Regions from separate parts of the Bombyx mori genome. Here region 1 is linked to region 2. The links are chromatin contacts, called in public Hi-C maps. All regions are on one chromosome and are shown on one strand. Each heading gives the region's core, a stretch centred on a gene start, on an enhancer-like site or on the middle of the called end of the contact. The rest is flanking DNA. Distances are from core to core; before and after follow the strand shown.

Evidence for each region. Hi-C and Micro-C count contacts between places; a contact is called where the count stands out from the background.
Region 1: a contact with region 2 is called in a Hi-C map of whole pupa, with 2.7 times the contacts expected there. The contact joins the promoter of LOC101742448 here to the promoter of LOC101739638 in region 2. A contact is called at or near these places in 2 of 7 Hi-C or Micro-C datasets (both in whole pupa).

What each region holds. Positions count from the first base shown.
Region 1 is chr20:12,133,956-12,136,871 of ASM3026992v2, forward strand. It overlaps LOC101742448 (syntaxin-16), which reads left to right and starts at 1,257. Exons shown (of 4, transcript XM_038018167.2): 1 at 1,257-1,470; 2 at 1,966-2,102. The coding sequence starts at 1,390. LOC101740322 (actin-related protein 8) reads right to left here and starts at 646. Exons shown (of 1, transcript XM_004925987.5): 1 at 1-646. The coding sequence starts at 483.
Region 2 is chr20:11,816,757-11,819,456 of ASM3026992v2, forward strand. LOC101739638 (kxDL motif-containing protein CG10681) reads right to left here and starts at 1,335. Exons shown (of 3, transcript XM_004925982.5): 1 at 1,019-1,335; 2 at 296-469. The coding sequence starts at 1,158.

The sequences.
Region 1 (2,916 bases), core at 7-2,506, 320 kb after region 2:
GTTAAAATCTCCTCTACGGTATGGAAAATGTATGTTGTATGGTAATTCTGGGTCCACATCAAGGACTAGATCACCTACAATAACATCACATTCGACTTGAGGCCACGGTTCCCCGTCAGAGACGTACTCCGGTAACGAACGACGGTTAAAGGCCGCGATTTGCTGCGGGGGAGTTGCGTACCTTCTTGCGCCGTTAGACTGCACACATGACTGAAGAGTATGAGATATTTGAAGCCTACATTCTTCTAATTCCTCAATCAATTCTTTGGTTTTCGGAACGCTCGGTGGTATGAAAGAGTCGCGGTAAATTTTGCCGCCGTGTCTACGTTTTCTTGCAATGCAGTGTAGCTGTTTCACTGGCACGAGATCTGAGGCTCGTCCGATACGTACGTAGAGCGAACCAGGGTGGATAACAATGATTCTGTTAGGCGGAAATTGCTGGAATTGTTCAGGAACGCCGGCATCATGCGATGCCATACTCATTTATATTTATTTATTCTGTACCTAAGCTATCTAAAATTTTTAAATAGCCGTTCCGTGTCTATATGCCAATTTTTTTATCTTTATCAAATTGCAAAATCCACAGTAAAAATCTTAATTACCTATTTGTTTACATTTTTATAACCCTATTCTTTGTTTGGTTTGTTGAATTAAATTTGCAAAAGAAATATGTCCTATTCAGCCAGTTAATATTGTGAAGCTACAACCAATTCTGTACACACTCAAAGATGTACTATACGATTAAGAGAATTGTGTATTTTAAATAATACAGCTCCATAATCACAAATAGCAACCAAATTCTATATTTAATGATGACATAATTTATAATTTAGCAGATTTGGACCTCACAAATTCAACAATTTTGACAACAATGCTTAAATCTAATCCCTTTAAGTATATATTTACGCTGTCTACAGAAAAACGTCAATTTTTTTTAGCATAATAGCTTGTATTCTTCAGGTAATAAAATATCTAAAATGTATGTCACATTCTATTTTAGTACATGGCCGAGGGGCTAGCAACGATAAAACCGTTACTAAATTTTGCAGTAATGGTAAAAAGTTTTTGAACATTCGCTGTAAGATTAAATTTATGTAGTAGTGATAAGATTACTTTCAGAAGTCTTTTGGAGATATCACAATATACCCTGAAAATTAAAATAAAACTTGATAGTTTTAAACCAAGCCGATGGGCTTATTGTACGTTTGCCCATTTAAGTACCTACACAATGTGGACCGTCGCTTTTCAAAACTGTCAAGTGTTAAATAAGCTTAGACGTCATCCACTCTATCAAGACTATAAAAATAAATACATTGCAGTTTTTGTAATACAGTATTTAATACCACCTTAATTTACGTGAATAATAAATAAAAAAATAACGATACGAACATGGTGTCGAGAAGTCTGACAGAAGTATTCGTATTAATGCGTAACAACGCGATACACAGCCGACAAATATTCTCAGAAAGAGTGAGACTATTTTATATTGATTTTATGCGATTTGTAGCATTATTTCAATACTGAGATATTTCTTAGTAACGTAAAGGCTATATGGGTTCAGGAGAAAGGGTGGCATCTACCTTAAAAATGCGATAAGTCAATAAACAAAAAAAATTAAACTTATTGTCCACTCAAAAATACATAGCAATAAACTGACAACTTTCGAAAATAATCCGCGCCAATGTATTGTTATGGTTAATGTAATAGTCGTGTACAATAAATTGTAGATTTAAAGCACAGATAGCATAAATTATCTATAACATTATCAGAATAATTATTATGTTCACTAATTTTAATCAGAACTAGCCTTTCTTTTTCCATAGTAGTTATGTGTGTTTTAAAATACAAATTGAATCATTTTCAATAGCCTATGTTGGTAATCTTCATTTATTCCTTCTTAATCTTTATTGCCGAGAACCTCAATCTCTTGCAGCCCAAGTAACATTAATTTCTTTTTATTTCTAGAATAATGATTCAGAACGTGCTAGACTTATGCGACGAAGCTCTCATGATATGGAAGCCGGAGCTGAGATGAGAGTTGACTCACGTGCCCCACCGCCCTGGGCTGATGCATTAGAGGAAGCTCACTATGTTATGACCAGGTTAATATACATCCATAATGCTTATCTGTGGGCCCTCTTCTTCAATAATATTATAATTTGCAGTCTTATACACTGAAACATTTTTGATTTTCGTGTAATGCTTCACCATTTACTAACTTTATACAGTACTTTAACTAATTACAGCATTAGTACACCCAGTATTGTTTATGTTGAATAACCAAAGTGTGATCACTTTCCATCTAATAGTTCATCTCCATAATGACCTACTATTTGTTGCAGTTTAAAGTAATGTAGAAATAAATTAATATAATTGAATGATTTTACAGCTTAACATCCATAGTGTGTTTCCAGAGATCTTTTTTGCCTTGTAACATTCTAAATTTGTTCATTTAAATAAGTTTTTTTTTTAGGCCCTTGTAGGGTTACCGTTGTTACCGTTACCGTTGCCCATGGACTTCAGCAATGCCGGGGGCAGAGCCAAGCCACTGCCTACCGCTTAATACTCTCCATAAGCCTCGTTTGAAGAAGGACATGTCATAGCGCTCGGGAAACACCGTGGAGGGGAGTTCATTCCATAGCCGGATGGTACGTGGCAAAAAAGACCTCTGGAAACGCACTGTGGATGACCACCAGTGGCTCCAGGTAGTATGAATGAACTCTACTCCGGTGGCGGGCGGTGCGATGGTAAAAACGAGATGCCGGTATCATCTCGAATAATTCCTCAGAGCACTCCCCATGGAACATACGGTAAAAAATACAAACAACAAGATACAAATGGTGTCATGTTAATGTCTCTTTTTCCATTTTCAACTCTTTAACTCACAAGTTTGTGGAAATAATTTCTAAGCTTTCC
Region 2 (2,700 bases), core at 85-2,584:
TTTACCCAACTATGGCCGAAAAAAAGGTACCACATTTTTTAAATTTATGAATGTACTACTAAGCAGATTCTTTATTTATTCTATTACAGTCCGAGAGTATGAGAACATGACTCATCTGATGGTGTGAGATCTCCTCCACTCATGGATATCAACAATGCCAGGGGAACACTACTGATTACTACAGAGGGCTTTTTTAAGCCTTTAAGCCTTGTTTAATTTATTTATACTATATACTACTTATTATTATAAAAGCAAAACACAAACTTTTTCTTTTTAAAAAAGAAATCAAACAAACCTGAGCTTGGTTTTAATTGCCCGAATTTTCTTAAATATGAATTCCAAATCCTTCCTCATTTCGAACAGTAGTTGTGTGTGTTTCTTGAACTCTGTGGATGCAGCCCTTAATCTACTGGCCGACAGCTGATTACAATTTGTCAGCATTTCTGTTGTTTTTTCAAATCTCTGCAACCTAAGAAAACTTTATTCGAGCGGGATTTATTTGGTAACAAAACAAAATCACCTTGTCAAATAATTTTGTTCTGCTGAGGCAGAAAATATAAAAATGAATTATGAGAGATATAAATTAAAATGCCCATATACTGTATTTTAAGGTTTTATTTTTTATTGCTTAGTTGGGTGGACGAGCTCACAGCCCACCTGGTGTTAAGTGGTTACTGGAGCCCATAGACATCTACAATGTAAATGCGCCACCCATCTTGAGATATAAGTTCTAAGGTCTCAGTATAGTTACAATGGCTACCCCACCCTTCAAACCGAAACGCATTACTGCTTCACGGCAGAAATAGGCAGGGCGGTGGTACCTACCCGCGCGGACTCACAAGAGGTCTTACCACCAGTTCTGATACATATTTTATTTCAGCGAGTGTATCATTAAATTTCATACTGATTTTCATTTGTTGCTCACAAATAATTTTTAAGTTTGAAAAAATTAATAGGTATAATAATTAGGAATTCGCTTTTTTGGTTTAAGTTAAATTCTCAATTGGCTCGTACTTACATATTCTTTTGTGCTCGAATAATCACTTCAACGTCAGTCTGATCCACCATACCGGCTAGGCCTTGAACAAAAACTTCGGGCGCAGTGTAGTTCTGGAAGCATTCTATCGAGAAATCACTTTCTGGAGTACCGTTCGCCATTATTTATTGTTTTCGTACACAATACATTATATTTATACACAAATTTCTTGATATTTTGGTCTTTCATTAAAACAAGCAAATGTGTCTAATGTGTCAGTGTCAGTATAAAAGTAGTTTTATTTTTTCAATTGGCAATGCAAAAGGTATCATACCATACAGCTGAATCGTTATATTTTTTTTTTCTGAAAAATAATATTAAGAAATGAAATTAAATTAAACTATATGAAATGAGATGAGATTCTTCGAGTTTGAATATGTAAGTAATGGCAGGTAATACGTATGGTTACAGTTTGTTTAAAACTTTACAAATGTTTAAAACAGACGATTGTCTTCTCTTCAGTGACGACAATGACTTCTCATCTAGACACAGACAGTGCAACATCTTAAGCTTTTATAAAAATGAAATATTGTAATGGTGTAATAGTGTACAAAGTATTTGCAATATCATTATATTAACCACTAGCGACCCGCCTTCTCTTCGCTTCGGAAACATGAAACCAAAAAAAATAAATAAAAAAAAGTAGCCTATGTTCATCAGGGACAATGTCGGCTTCTAATGGAAAAATAATTTTTCAAATCGGTTCAGTAGTTTCGGAGCCTATTCGAAACAAACAAACAAACAAATCTTTCCTCTTTATAATATTAGTATAGATGAAGCAGTGTTTTTTAAATAGCCCCTCATCTCCTCCAGAACCCAATCCCCTCAAATAAAACTGTCTAACAGAGATGATATGGAATGAAATATAATCTCAGTAAAATGGTGGTCATTTGCTGAGATATTTTCAGTGGACATTTTGGAGGATCCCGAGAACTTACGTCCAGCGTCTTTGTTTCATTTTCCCACATTTGTGCACTTTCACAGATATTAAACAGTTAAGAAACCACCGTTATTACACAATTGAACCCGAAGAAACACTAAATAGACAAAATAAAACAAATCACACAACTTCACTTCTCGCGCTCCCGCCAAAAAGTCCTCATATATTTTTCTCGTAAAACTAGCAAAGAGTAGGTATTTAACACTAACGTATGTGTGAGGCCATGTTAACAAAGATGCTACTCTCCGCTTATTTCCTCCCGCATTAGGAGGAGAAATATTACACCCCCGATCACCCTCTTCGGCCAACCTATACCCTGGACCAGGAAGGTCAAGTACCTGGGAGTAACCCTGGATGCATCCATGACATTCCGTCCGCATATAAAAACAGTCCGTGACCGTGCCGCATTTATTCTCGGTAGACTCTATCCCATGATCTGTAAGCGGAGTAAAATGTCCCTTCGGAACAAGGTGACACTTTACAAAACTTGCATAAGGCCCGTCATGACTTACGTGAGTGTGGTGTTCGCTCACGCGGCCCGCACACACATAGACACCCTCCAATCCCTACAATCCCGCTTTTGCGGGTTAGCCGTCGGGGCTCCGTGGTTCGTGAGGAACGTCGACCTTCACGGCGACCTGGGCCTCGAATCGATCCGCAAACACATGAAGTTAGTGTCGGAACGTTACTTCGATAAGGCTATGCGTCATGATAATCGCCTTAT